Linked DNA regions of Callithrix jacchus: region 1 is linked to region 2. Evidence: chromatin contacts called from public Hi-C data. All regions are on one chromosome and are shown on one strand. The core of a region is the stretch at or near the end of the contact, and the rest is flanking DNA. Distances in the headings are between cores, read along the strand shown.

Region 1 (7,539 bases), core at 1,825-4,324, 220 kb after region 2:
CTGGCCCTTCCCCCAATTTTCAGCACCACCCCCCCTTACACACACAACCCCCGTGAACAAACAGTAAAAGTAGGCGCAGCATCAGGCCGGGTCCCCAAGCTTCCTACACCCACCCCTGGGCGGTCCCTCACCTCCTCTGGATGGCTGGAGCCCCTGGATCCCCAGGGTTGAAACTGCACAGACATGCCGTGTTCCCAAGAACTCCCCCAAATACCAACCCACCTTCGGGCCAGAAAATAAAGTTATGTTTCCTCCTCCCCAGTCCAATGTCACTGTTGCTGCTTCCGGGGCTAAGGGCTCTTGGAGAGGTGCTGGAAATTGGGGGTAGGGCATAAGGGTGTCCCCGCCACCTGGCAAAGATCTGGCCTCTGGCGCTGACACTCGCACCAGACACAGTTGTAATACTTTTCATTTCCCGGCGGTAAGGGAGACGCCCACACCCCCACCCCAGCAGGTCATCCCCCTCCTAAAATCTGCTCCACCCAGACCCCTGCCCAGGGACCCCCAAATCTATCACAGAGGTGGCCTCTCTTTCGCAAAGAGAATCCACATAACTGAGACATGACTTGTCCCTCTCCAACGCCCAGCGTCTCCGTGCGAAGACGTGACTGGCCTAAACCTCGCAGAATCATAAAAAATGTATTTTGCTGTCCTCTGTTGGCCAACTCGGGTCACACAAAACATACCACCCAACCCAGCGGGCGGTCCTGATGCCGCAGAGGGGTCCTAGGGACCCCAGCCAGAGGGAGTAAGCTGCACTCCTGTCCTCCAGCCCTTGGCGTCCCTGCCCTCTCAGTCCCCTTTCTTATCTTGCAGCACAGATCTTGCTGGTGTCCCCTTTTCCTCATTGGGCCCTAAGTCCAGTAATCTGGAGAGATTTCTTCCTTGTTCTAGGGGAGGCAAGGACGGCTGTGTTCACTCTGGACCAAGGGCACAGGGACCCCCAAAGGATGGTTTTTCCAATAGCAACTTGGAGACGAAATGTAACAAAAAGGCAACAGCTGATCACTGTTAATAACAGACCCATTCCCCCAGCCCCAGAAGACCTAAGCACATGAAGACTACTAACTTACTGAACTGATCCATTTTCCAGATGAAAAGACTGAGGCTAGGCCAGGCATGGGGGCTTATGCCTGTAGTCCCAGCACTTTGGGAGGCCGAGGCGGGTGGATCACTTGAGGTCAGGAGTTTGGGACCAGCCTGGACAACATGGTGAAACCCTATCTCTACTAAAAATACAAAAAATAATCGGGCGTGGTGGTGAGCATTGGTGGTCCCAGGTACTTGGGAAGCCGAGGCAGGAGAATGGCTTGATCTTGGGAGGCGAAGGCTGCAGTGAGCCAAGATTGCGCCTCTGCACTCTAGCCTGGGCAACAGAGTGAGACCCCATCTCAAAAATAATAATAATTAAAAAAAAGACTGAGGCTTAGAGGTCAGTTGTTCATGGAACTAACACCTGCTTGCCCTCTGTGTGCCAGGCACAGAGCTGCTGCTAGAGCCGCCAGAACTACGGTGTCCAACAGCACAGGTCCCTGCCCTTGAGGAACCAGAAGTCTAGGGGAGAGCCTTGAGTCAACAGGTGAGCTGCCATCATGGTTCAGGCACTGTGGCAGAGTGAGGCTGGACTGGGGGTGTCCTACCCTGGCCCTCCTGCAGGGGTTGTCTCTCTCCAGCCTGCGGCATCCTCGCCAGCTTTGCACGGTGCATTGAAAGAGAGAGGCTGTGTCTCCCCCTGCTGCATGTCGCCAGCTTGGGGTCCCTGGGCACCGCTTCACCTCTCTGGGCCTCCATTTCCTCATCAGTAAAGTAGGAGTCACAAGGCCTGCCTTATAGGACGTTTTCTTTTTTGAGACAGAGTCTCACTCTATCGCCCAGGCTGGAGTGCAGTGGCGTAATCTTAGCTCACTGCAACCTCTGCCTCCTGGGTTCAAATGATTCTCCTGCCTCAGCCTCCTGAGTAGCTGGGATTACAGGTGTGCGCCACCACACCCAGCTAATGTTTTGTATCTTTAGTAGAGTAGTAGAGTTACGGTTTCACCATGTTGGCCAGGCTGGTCTCAAACTCCTGACCTCATGATTTGCACGCCTTGGCCTCCCAAAGGGCTGGGATTACTGGCATGAGCTACCACACCAGGCTGCCTTATTGGACTTTTAGGGGGACTGCTTGAGACAGACACCCTGTAGGAGCACATGCAACAGGGATTGCTTGAGCTCGATGTTATCACCTGGAGGAGGGGGTGTGAGAGCTGAAACTGCCAAGAAGGAAAACACTGGGGCTGGGCTCCGTGGCTCACACCTGTGATCCCAGCACTTTGGGAGGCCAAGAATCACGTGAGGTCAGGAGTTTGAGACCAGCCTGACCACACAGCGAAACCCTGTCTCTACTAAAAATGCAAAACTTAGCCAGGTGTGATGGCATGCCTGTAGTCTCAGCTATGCCAGAGGCTGACGTGAGAGAATCGCTTGAACCCGGAAGGCAGAGGTTGCAGTGAGCCGCGATTGCACCATCACACTCCAGCCTGGGCGACAGAGCAAGACTGTCTCAAAATAAGAAAATGCTGGGCTGGTGGGAGGGGTGGAGTCGAGGCAGCAGGCACAGTATGTGTAAAGGCCCGGCCACTCTGAGGAATGAAAATAGCTCAGCAGTGCTGGCTTGGGGGCCTCCAGGTGCTGTCCCTACCCACATCTGTGCCGTGAGCCACAGGATACTGGAAGCTCACCTCATCTCTCCAATTCAGGCACTGCCCGAGCTCTGGGACACCTAGATGAGTGTAGAAGGAAAAACCAGGCCGCCGAAGGCAGCCAGGGCCCGGCCTTTATCTTGCAATTGAAATCCCCTTCAGAGATGCCCCTGGATTCTTCTGAGGCCTGCCCTTGCCAGGCCTGGCTCGGTTTCCCGTGACTCAAGTGAGTGGCGGCCTGAAATCCAGTTCAGCAGTGGAAGCACCGCCAGACTCTAGAGAACAACCCAATCTCAGGCCAGAAACCCCGGAGGCCCACCCTGGCCTTCTCCCAGGAAGGAGCCCCACCCCCACCCAGGTTTCTGGCCCCAGGGCAATGCCAAGGCCCCAGCTAGAACTAGTGCTCGGCCACACCAGGGAGAAGGAGCCCTGGAGCCCACACCAGGGAGAAGGAGCCGCAGCTGGGCTGAGCCTCTGGGAAAGGCCTGGACTTCAGGCTCCCAGGCCTGCAGAGAGAGGGTGGGCACAGGCCTCACTCTGCCTGCCTGTGGGTGCTTTCCTTGGAGCCTGGGGACAGGGGACAGGAAGGCACTAGCTCCCAGTTACTGCCACCTCCTGAGCCTCCCAAAATAACCTCAGTGAGAAACTTCCCAAGCAAACATTCAAAACGTATTGTGCGATCGGTGTTACACACTTGCGTTGAACGGATGTAGGCTTGTAAAACACGGACACACAAGGTGCCATTGCCAGGAGACGATGGTGGCCGTGGGACAATGGTGGAATACAGGCGCTTCCAGAGGGATCTGTGGGAAAGTTTGTTTTTTTTAATTGTCTTTTTTTTTTTTTTTTGAGACAGAGTTTCGCTCTTGTTGCCCAGGCTAGAGTGCAGTGGCACAATCTCAGCTCACTGCAATCTCTGCCTCCCAGGTTCAAGCTATTCTGCCTCAGCCTCCCAAGTAGCTGGGATTGCAGGCATGCACCACCACACCTGGCTAACTTTTTTTTGTATTTTTAGTAGAGATGGGGTTTTACCATGTTGGCCAGGCTGGTCTCAAACTCCTGACCTCAAGTGATCTGCCCACCTCAGCCTCCCAAAGTGCTGGGATTACAGGTATGAGCCACTGTGCCCAGCTTGGGACACAGGTTGAAATGGTGTGATAGCTGACTTTCTCGTTCAACCCCATCAGAAGGAGGCTGTGATACCCACCCTGTGATACCTTCTGGAGAGAATGTTAAGAATCTAATCTAGGCCTGACTCAGTGGCTAATACCCATGATGGTGGAACTTCAGGCAAGGGTGGATGGAGGGCCACCTGAGGTCAAGAGTTCAAGATCAGCCTGAAAAACATGGTGAGACCCTCTATCTCTACATAAAAAAAAAAAAAAAAGAAGAAGAAGAAGGCTGGTGCAGTGGCTCATGCCTGTAATCCCAGCACTTTAAAAGGCTGAGGTGGGTGGATCACCTGAGGTCCAGAGTTCAAGACCAGCCTGACCAACATGGAGAAACCCCGTCTCTACCAAAACCACAAAATTAGCTGGGTGTGGTGGTGGGTGCATGCCTGTAATCCAAGCTACCTGGGAGGCTGAAGCAGGAGAATTGCTTGAACCTGGGAGGCAGAGGTTGTGGTGAGCTGAGATTGCGTCATTGCACTCCAGCCTGGATGACATGAGCAAAATTCTGTCTCAAAAAATAAATATAAATAAGTAAATAAAAAGCCAGATGTGCTGGTGGGCACCTGTAGTCCAGCTACTTGTGAGGCTGAGGCTGGAGGATCACCTGAACCCCGGAGCTGGAGACTGCAGTGAGCTATGATGGCATCACTGCTCTCCAGCCTGGGTGACAGAGCAATATCTTGTCTCTGAAAAAAAATCTAGTGTAAAAATCTTTCTGAATACAAGGTTTTAAGTCAAGTGTCTCTTAGAAGCTAGATCCAGCGCCACCTAGAAACCGGAAGTGTCTTCACCCATCCCAACCTCGGACCCATGACAGGGAGCAACTGGAAGGCCTTTCACTGTGCCCTTGCCCACCTGCCTCGATGGTATCTGCCCCTCTGCAAGGAATGGCAGAAATTTGGATCAAGGGTGGTGAAGTAAAACCACACTTTCTGTGGCCCAGGCCTTCGAAGCTGAGATGTCAGGTGAGGAGAGCCTACCCTTCCTTAAGGCCATCCAGGGCCTTATAAAAATGTTCCAGAGGCCAGGCATGGTGGCTCATGCCTGTAATCCCAACACTTTGGGAGGCCAAGGTAGGTGGATCACGAGGTCAGAAGTTCGAGACCAGCCTGACTAACACGGTGAAACCCTGTCTCTAGTAAAAAGGCAAATATTAGCCAGCCGTGATGGCACACACCTGTAATCCCAGTTATTCAGGAGGCTGAGGCAGGAGAATTGCTTCACCTCAGGAGGCGGTGGTTGCAGTGAGCTGAGATTATGTCACTGCACTCCAGCCTGGGTGACAGAGTGAGACTCCATCTCAAAAACAAACAAACAAAAATTCCATAGGCGCGATGGCTCACACACCTTGGGAGGCCCAGGCAGGTGGATCACTTGAGGTCAGAAGTTTGAGACCAGCCTGGACAACATGGTGAAATCCCGTCTCTACTAAAAACACAAAAATTAGCTGGATGTAGTGGTGGGAGCCTGTAATTCCAGCTACTTGGGAGGCTGAGGCAGGAGAATCGCTTCAACTCGGGAGGCAGAGGTTGCAGTGAGCTGAGATGGCACCACTGAACTCCAGCCTGGGCAACACATCAAGACTCAGTCTCAAAAAAACATATAGGGCCAGGCACAGTGGCTCAAGCCTGTAATCCCAGCACTTTGAAAGGCTGAGGCGGGCGGATCATGAGGTTTCACTATCCTGGCCAACATGGTGAAACCCCGTCTCTATTAAAAAACACAAAAATTAGCTGGGCGTGGTGGCATGCGCCTGTAGTCCCAGCTACTCGGGAGGCTGAGGCAGGAGAATTACTTGAACCCGGGAGGCGGAGGTTGCAGTGAGCGGAGATTGTGCCACTGCACTCCAGCCTGGCGCCTGGCAACAGAGTGAGACTCTGTCTCCAAAAAAAAAAAAAATATATATATATATTATATATATGTAATAAATATATATATTATATAATATATATTATATATAATACATATATATAAATATTAAAATATTAAAACATATATTTTTTCCTTGTAGAATATGTGTGTGTATAGATACACACACACACACAGACACACACACACACACACACATTCCAGTCTGGGCACAGTGGCTCCCGCCTGTAATCCCAGCACACTTTGGTAGGCTTGAGGTGTGTGGGTTGCTTGAGCCTGGGAGTTCATGTCCTGATGCTGTGCTGGGCATCATCTTCTACACCCGATACCACCTCACCATCAAAGCAACCCTACAAAGCAGGAACTGTCATTTATCCCTGTTTGACAGATGAGGAAACTGAGGCCACAGCAGGGCAGTCACTTGCCCAGGCGCCTCAGTCCAGAAACTGCTAGAAGGATGCTGGGAAGCTCAGTGTGAGCTGCCAGCCCCCTCATGCTCAGCTCCATGGGTGGTGACATCCTAACAGCTTCCAAAGGCGGGGAAGACGAAGACAGGATGTGGCTTGCACAGGGCCCCCCTTTGGGTACCCACACTTTTGAGCCGATGCTTCTATAGGTCTTTGATGTTATGGTCTACCGTGTCTGGAGTATCTTCTGCCAACCCTCTGTCCCCACGCCCTGGGCAGCTCTTCCACACCTTCCAAGCCCAGCCAGGAGATTTTGTTAGGTCAGTGCTGTCTCTGCTCACGCCCATGTGTGTCTGTCCTTTTTTTTTTTTCTTTTTTGAGACAGGGCTCCCTCGCATCGCTCAGGCTGGAGTGCGGTTGTGTGATCTCGCCTCACTGCAGTTTTGACCTCCCAGGCTCAGGTGATCCTCCCACCTCAGCCTCTCTAGCAGCTGGGACTCCAGGCATGTGTCACCACCAGCTAATTTTTTTCATTTTTAGTAGAGATGGGTGTATCACTCTGTTGCCCAGGCTGGTCTTGAACTCCTGGGCTCAAGCGATCCTCCTGCCTTGGCCTCCTGAAGTGCTGAGATTACAGCCTTGAGCCACTGCTCCCGGCCTCTTGTATCGGTCCTTTCCTTACCGACATGCTCATTAGTCCCCTGCCATTCCTCTGTGAGTTCCCTGGGGAGGCCACCCATCTCTCGTGACCAGCAGCCCTGGCACCATGCCAGGTTGGGCACAATGAAGACGTATTAGAAAATGAATGATAGGTGGGCAGACTGCTTGAGCCCAGGAGTTCGAGTCCAGCCTGGCCAACTTGGTGAAAACCCTTCTCTACTAAAAACATAAAAATTAGCTGGGCGTAGTGGTGCATGCGTGTAATCCCAGTTATTTGGGAGGCTGAGGCAGGAGAATCTATTGAATCTGGGAGGCAGAAGGCTGCAGTGAGCCGAGATCATACCACTGTGGCACTCCAGCCTCCATCTCGGAAAAAAATAAATAAAATGAATAAAAGAAGAGGCTGGGTGCGGTGGCTCATGCCTGTAATCCTAACACTTTGGGAGGCTGAAGTGGGTGGATCACTTGAGGTCAGGCATTCGAAACGAGCCTGGCCAACGTGGTGAAACTCCGTCTCTACTAAAAAATACCAAAAAATTAGCCATGTGTGGTGGTGCACGCCTGTGATCCCAGCTACTCTGGAGGCTGAGGCAAGAGACTTGCTTGAACCCGGGACATGGAGGTTGCAGTGAGCCGAGATCTCACCATTGTACTCCAACCTGGGTAACGGAGCGAGACTCTGTCTCAGGAAAAAGCAAAAAGAAAGAAAGAAACTAGAGGAAGGCCAAGCACGGTAGCTCATGCCTGTAA
Region 2 (7,513 bases), core at 1,523-4,022:
TAACCCTTCTAACCATCATTTAGTCCGTTTTACAGGTAAGTGTACATTTAGTTCTCACTCTCAGTTCGTACAATGATGTTTCTTCCGTGAGTTTGGTCATCTAGTACATTTTTTTGGAAAAGTCGTGGGAAAAATGCTCTCTGAGTTCTTGAATGTTAGTTTGTCAGAAGCCTTTATACTTGAAAGGAGGCTTAGCTAGGTGTAAAATTATATCTAAAAGAACCATTGATTCAAATGTTTTTTTCTTTGAGAATCTTAAATATGTTTCATTTTATTTTGGTTTGAAATGCTTCTTTCAAAGTGTGATGGCAATCTGATTTTTTTCTTCTTAACTTACTCTTTTTGACCAGATGCACTAAATTTTTTCTTAAGTCTACTATTTTACTGAGATGTATCTTGACTCGTTGTTTTGGATCTGTTTTCGTAGATGTATATGGTATAGCCTTCCAGCATGCAATATTGAGCCTTTTTTGGTTATCTGAGCAAAGTTTTCTTGAATTATAATTTTCACATTGTTCTGTTTTCTTGCTTTTGTTTACATCTATGAAAACTTCTATTATAGCTATTTAGATCTTTGCCCATCATCTGTGTCACTTTCTTTCAAATTATTATTAATTTATTTAATTTCTAATTATTTAATTTTTGGTTTTAAAATTTTCTATCTTTTTATTACCTATTTCTCTTTTTTTAATTATTATACTTTTAAGTTCTGGGGTACATGTGCAGATCATGCAGGATTGTTACATAGGTATATACATGCCATGGTGGTTTGCTGCGTCCATCCCCCCATCACCTACATTAGGTGTTTCTATTAATGTTATCCCTCCCCAATCCCCTAACCCTTTATTATCTATTTCTCTTAAGACATGTCGTGTTTTTTTATTCTTGTATTTTTTTTTCTGATTTAGTTCTCATAAAACAAGTTTCCTTTTTATATCTAATTCTTTTTTGAGTTTAAAAGTTTTCTTGAGTACTATGACCTCATTTCTGAGATTTTTTAATTCTGACTTAATACTCATTCTACTTGTCTCTCAATTTATTTATTTATTTTTAGTCGGGTCTCTTATCCTGTTGCCTAGGCAGGAGTGCACTGGTGCTGTCATAGCTCACTGCAGCCTCAATCTCCTGACCTCAGCAATCCTCCTGCCTCAGCCTCCTCAGTAGCTAGGACTACAGGTATGTGTCACTATGCCTGGCTAATTAAAAAAAAAAAAAAATTAGGACACAGGGTCTTGCTGTATTTCCCAGGCTGGCCTTGAATGCCTGGGCTCAAGTAATACTCCTCCCTCAGCCTCCCAAGTAGCCAGGATTTTGGGTGCAAGCCACTGTGCCTGACCTTAATGTTCTTTCATATATGATTATCTTAAATATTTTAGTTCATTTCTAAATATTAGGTGCAGCTTTTCATCTCTTTTTTAGGTATATCCTTCTGTCATGCTTTCATTGGCCATAGGGAGAATTTTTTCTGCTGCTTCTTTATGGGATTTAAACAAAGTCCTTTTCACTTACCTGTTGTGGCTGTTTTCCTTTCTGAGCAAACAATGAATTTTCCCATCAGTAAAATATTCCTGTCTACATACGCTTAAGATCAGTTGTTAGGCCAGCGAAACCAGTAAAACTGCAACAAAACATGCTATAGAATTTGCTGTCTGAGGTGGAAATCATGTTTATATTGGAGACATCTGTTTAAAAAAAAAGCTAGAAGCCAGGAGTGGTGACACAAGCCTGTAGTCCCAGCTGCTCAGGAGACTAAGGCAAGAGGATTGCTTGATCCCAGGAGTTCAAGTCTAGCCTGGGCAATATAGCAAGATCCCATCTCAAAGACTGAATAGTAAGAGACAAGAACAAGTATATATTCTGGAATTTGGCCAAGAAATGAGTGAACAGCACAGTGACAAAGGGCCAAGGGCAAGTTTGTTTGAGGGGACAGTATGAAACAGGCAACTGTGGATTCGTAAAGATGTTTGTTCTTTGGGCCACATACTGTGTTACACCCACAGAGAAGTTACATGATGGAAACAGCTTCACCTTGGCATCTGTGATCATTAACAGCTTGATTTAACGTAGCTTCCCTGTGCAGTCTCATTTATGCAATAGAGCGTCTACTATAAGCTTGCTTATTCCAAACCATACTCCACAGGCCCTCCAGTGGCCTTTTCACTGACCACTTCCTGGGAGAAAGGAGCAGGAAGCTAGAAGACAAGCTGGGCCTTCCAGCTGAGTTACAGATTTTGCTCTTGGTGAACTGTCTAAAAAGTTATTTCAGTACATCGCCATAAGGTAACATTTGGAACTCATAAAATATGGCATATCGTAAGTATGGTATTTTGTATTATAAGTATGGATATTTCTGGGGAAATAGCTTTCCTCAGATATTTAGTGATTTGGACTCCCTCATCTCACTTCCATCAAATGATACTTCCAAACTTCTTAACAATGCTGTGCCTTCAGCATTTAAAGTGACCCTCACATCCCTGCTTCCTTGCTCTTTTGTTTTCTGAAGCACTGATTGTTTCCTTTTGTCCATACCCACTCCTCTGTCTGTTTCCTTTACTAGAATCTGAGGTTCATGGTACGTCCCCTGTGCCTACAACAGTCCCTTATGTGCACTAGTACTCAAATGTTTATTGAATTAATGCATGTGTGCCAGGCACTGATCTGCTGCTGAGGATACCATGGAGAGCAAAACAGATACCCTGCCCTAATGGAGTTTGCAGTTTAGTGAGAGAGGCAGAAATTACTCCAGTGAAGGGTGGAAAGTGCTTTGAGAGGGCAGAACAGGGTAAACAGACCTAGTCTGCAGCACTCAGGGCAGCCTTCTCAAAGAGAGTTTTGCACCAAGAAGTGAAAGGTCTGTGAGAGCTTTGTGACAGTAGTGGGAAATGCTCCATGAAGATGAAGCGCCTTTTCCAAAGGCTCAGCCACAACAGGGAGCAGGGCCGACAGGATCCAGGAGTGGCAGAAGGCCAGTGCGGCACAGTGCTGTGTGGCCAGGGGAGGGAGCAGGAAGCTGGAAGACAAGCAGGCCATGTGCTGCAGGACCTTCTGGCCCAGTTACAGATTTTGCTCTACTAGTGAACTATCTAAAATGTAGCTCCAGTTCATAGCCATAAGGAAACCTGTTGGGCTGGAACTCAAAAGCTATGGTGTATTAGTCTAATGAAGACAGGATTTTATAGGATTCCCAGCAGGAAACGCTAATCACTACTGGTTGATGGCTTGCAGATGGTTTTCTCATAACAAATTTGAATGAACAAAGCATAGTCCAAGTAAAATGAATACATATAATAAATAGCTCATGTTTGTATTATATATGAGCAGGTTATATTACGTTAACATTTTTGTTTTTGGTGATTATACTTTATTTGCTAAGGTTCTGAAAATATTTTTGGCCAGGCACAGTGGCTCACGCTATAATCCCAGCACTTTGGAAGCCGAGATGGGCAGATTACTTGAGATCAGGAGTTCGAGACCAGCCTGGCCAACATGGTGAAACCCCGTCTCTACTAAAAATACAAAAACTACCTGGGTATGGTGGCGCACACCTGTAATCCCAGCTACTCAGGAGGCTGAGGCAGAAGAATCACTTTAATCCTGGAGGTGGAGGTTACAGCATTTAGCCCAGATTGCACCATTGCACTCCAGTTTGCGTGACAGAGTGAGACTCTGTCTCAAAAAAAGAAAAAACATTTTTTGAGTGCTTCTGGTAGAGAAACATGTATTTGAGCTATAAGATTAAAAAATAAAAAATAGGCTGGGCGTGGTGGCTCACGCCTATAATCCCAGCACTTTGGGAGGCCGAGGCAGGTGGATCATGAAGTCAAGAGATCAAGGCCATCCTGGTCAACGAGGTGAAACCCCATCTCTACTAAAAATACAAAAATCAGTGGGGCATGGTGGCACGCGCCTGTAATCCCAGCTACTCGGGAGGGTGAGGCAGGAGAATTGCTTGAACTCAGAAGGTGGAGGTTGTGGTGAGCTGAGATCATGCTATTGCACTCCAGTCTGGGTAACAACAGCAAAACTCCGTCTCAAAAAAAAAATAAAATTAAAAGTAAAAAACAAAAAACAACAGCAACAACAAAACCCTTAAAAATGTGCAAGGTGAGTCCTTGCTTTTATTGCTGATTTTACCTGAATGGTCAAATTCTGTGGAAACATATGGATAAACACATCAGAGGCAATAAGGCAGAGTCGAAAGAACTCCATTTTTAGAGTCCCATAAGGTCCCGCTTGGATTTCCGGGATCCCACCCTTGATTTCTTATTAGAGGTTTCTGAGCCCAGGCGTCCTCTTGAGTAAAATGAAGCTGAAGTAATATTTTGTGTACACATCTGGAGCAAGACAGTGTGCCTCCTCCTCATAGGCACACCATTCCCCTGGTGTCTTTAGAGCAGACCTCACAGGATGGATCTGAGCATGGCTGAGATGATTTTTTTTCTTTTCTGAGACAGAGTCTCACTCTGTTACCTAGGCTGGAGTGCAGGGGTGGGATCTTGGCTCACTGCAACCTCCACCTCCCAGGCTTAAACGATTCTTGTGCCTCAGCCTCCCAAGTATCTGGGACTATAGGTGTGCACCACCACATCCAGCTAATTTTTTGTATTTTTAGTAGAGACAGGGTTTCACCATGTTGGCCAGGCTGGTCTCAAACTCCTGACCTCAAGCGATCTGCCTGCCTTAGCCTCCCAAACTGTTGGGATTGCAGGCGTGAACCACTGCACCCAGCCAAGATGATTATTAATACGACACTTGGCACAGGACTGGCATTCAAGGAGTGCTAAACTAAATGGTAATTCTTAGCTATACAGTGGAAGATTAAATTCTTTGTCTTACTGATTTTTGTACACAATGCCTTCTTACGCCTTCCAGAAGAAAGGAAAAAAAAATCACTTTATTTTTAGATAAGACTTTTGAGAATTACTTGCAGACTTTTTAGAATTCCTTATAAAGTAGGTTTTAGATGTATTTAACAGCCAGGCATGGTGACTCACGCCTGTAATCCCAGTACTTTAGGAGGCCAAGGCTTGCGGACAGTTCAGGACCAGCCTAGGTAACAGAGCAAGAACCTCTTCTCTACAAAGAAATTTTAAAAATAAGCTAAGCATGGTGGCACACCCCTGTAGTCCTAGTTACTTGGGAGACTGAGGCTGGAGGATTGCTTGAGGCCAGGAGTTCGAGGTCACAGTAAGTGAAGATCGTGCCACTGTACTCCGGAGTGGGTAACGTGGTGATACCCTGTGTCAAAAATAAAATAAAATAGTGGATACATTTAACCTTGTGGTGGGTATACATGGATCTCTCCTTGAAACTGCTACACCTAATATGATTCAGGAGGCAGAGGAGAACCAGACATGTCTCAGTCTCATATTTTTGTCATGTTTTGAGTTCATTGAGTCAAGCTTATATTATGTGTGATGTATTGTTGATTAGCTGTTCTTTCTGACTAGTGTAGGAATTTATCTGCTGCCTAAACACTTCCCAAGTAATTTTTTTTAAATGAGCCATCAAATAGGATGTGGTTTGGGGTTTCTCAGCAGTGGGAATGGATTTGTGTTAATCTGTCTAGACGCTCTTTCCCTGTCCTTTGTGAACAAACAGTGGCATTCATTTCTGAGTAGGATATTGAGGGTATAGCCTTGTGTTCATAGAACAAGCCAAGCTATCTCATTCTTGGCCTTTAAAAGATAATGGGACCTTGGACTCATCACCCTGTGTCACTTCATGGAAGTAAACAAGCTGGTGCTTTAAAGTTTAAGCTAGCAGTGAATTTTTATTTCTTATTTTTTTTTAGCAAGGCAAGACTAGAGTATAATTTAAAGGAAATATTTGCATAGATATGAAAGTAGAAGAATAAGAATTAGGAACTTGTGATCTGATTTTGTGTATTCCTGGGGCCCTTTAAAAGGAGAAATGATCCAGAAACTACCTTGATTGAGCAATCCCATGGTTGGGTGGCATTCAGAACTTTTGACATTGGTGAATATTCTTTCCTCTGTGGCTCAGTTTTTTTCTGGAAAGAAAATGTGCCTCAGAAACATTTTCTGCTCTTTTTATAGATGTCTTTTCTTCATTTGCCTTGTCTTTCCCCCTCTCTGGTTTAGTGGAACTGAAGAGTAAGCTTGGTAGGCATTGTCTGCATGGCAAATTCGAAACACCAAGTCGCAAAGATAGGGGTGGCTGGACATCTGCCCTGGACCTTTGCTGTTGGCAGTGAAGGGCTGGAGAATGGTGATCTAGGTTCAAAACACAGTGCCCTGGCATGGACTTCAGAAAACCAGAAGGATAGATTAAGAAACTGAGTCCAGCTAAGAAAAGTTTGGGTTTTCTTATTTGTTATTTTAACTAAGTAATTATTTTCTTTCTCTTTGAGTCTCTTTTTTCTGTTTTAAATCATAAAAATTAATCTTTATTCCTTGTGGATTAAAAAAATTTTTTTATAAAGCCCTATATAATTTGTGGTTCAGTATAGGCAATTATTCCTAAGTTTATAGCTTTCCCATTTTTCTTTTCTTTTTCCTCTAGAATTTGCCAAAATGATAGAAAAATAGCAGTCCTGGGTATGTTGGATATTTTATATATAATGATTAGAAGAGCCACCCTGATGGCAGCTTACTGTTTAGGAGAATATGTAACTTTACTTAGTTTTTGTTGACTTTTTTTTTGGCAAAACTAATCACCCCATGCTTTGAAAATGGCCCTGACATTTTCCTTTTCCTCACAAATTAACATAGTCCCCAGCCTCTGCTGTTCTTTCCTCTGAGGAGAGTCTCGGCTGCAGATATGCTTGAAATGCTGTGGCAGCACCACCCAGGAGAGTATAGGAGGAGTCGTTGGGGGATCGGAATCCTTCTCAGTGGGAACATCCTACCAATTGTTTTTGCCGTTGTTCTGTTGGGGTGTTTTTGTTTGTTTGCTCTGGGTGAGGATTTAGCCCTGAAAGACGGTTGTTAGGAGTATATTAGCATCAACTGAGCCCTCACAGTTTTGTTTTGCAGCTCTAGTGAGCTGTGAAACCCATTTCTGAGGGACCCGAAGCAGTAACAAGGACACTTATCCATTATCTTTCTTTTCTACTAAAAGAAATTCAGTGTCAAAGATGTATTCCTTCAAGAATAGAAAAACATGCAAACCTTTCCAGGGGCTGAGGATGTACTGATTTATAGCAAGCAAGTTTTACACTCTGCCCTAGTCCTTGTTTAGTACAGTTAGTATTATCAGTAAAAGTATCTTTCAAGTGCTCTTAGAAATTGGTGGATTTGACCAACTGTTAGCAAGTTCAATATTGGTGAGTAGGCTTTAAATGTTGATGAGAATTGATCTTCATAATTTCTTATCTATCTTATGTGATGGATGGGGTTTAAGGCATCTTCCAAAGGTCCTTAAACATGAAAAAGGATTGGTTATTAAACTGCTTTACCATTTCAATAAAATTTTTAAATAACCTGTTAGCCAAAGAAAAAATTACTAAATTATTATGCCATAAGGTCACATTTATTGAATAAAGCCGTTT

Evidence for each region. Hi-C and Micro-C count contacts between places; a contact is called where the count stands out from the background.
Region 1: a contact with region 2 is called in a Hi-C map of skeletal muscle, with 2.2 times the contacts expected there. The contact joins two enhancer-like sites.

Annotation. Positions count from the first base shown.
Region 1 is chr12:14,698,532-14,706,070 of calJac240_pri, forward strand. No RefSeq gene overlaps it. Among named protein-coding and RNA genes, the nearest start is that of TRNAT-CGU, 11 kb to the right of the region's middle. Within about 2 kb of position 3,075, at least 1 of the 16 cell types and tissues checked has an H3K27ac peak or open chromatin away from gene starts, as enhancers often do. A contact at or near this core is called in skeletal muscle, where this site is marked.
Region 2 is chr12:14,474,734-14,482,246 of calJac240_pri, forward strand. All of the region lies in intron 21 of PARN (poly(A)-specific ribonuclease), which reads left to right. Among named protein-coding and RNA genes, the nearest start is that of PARN, 110 kb to the left of the region's middle. Within about 2 kb of position 2,773, at least 5 of the 16 cell types and tissues checked have an H3K27ac peak or open chromatin away from gene starts, as enhancers often do. A contact at or near this core is called in skeletal muscle, where this site is marked.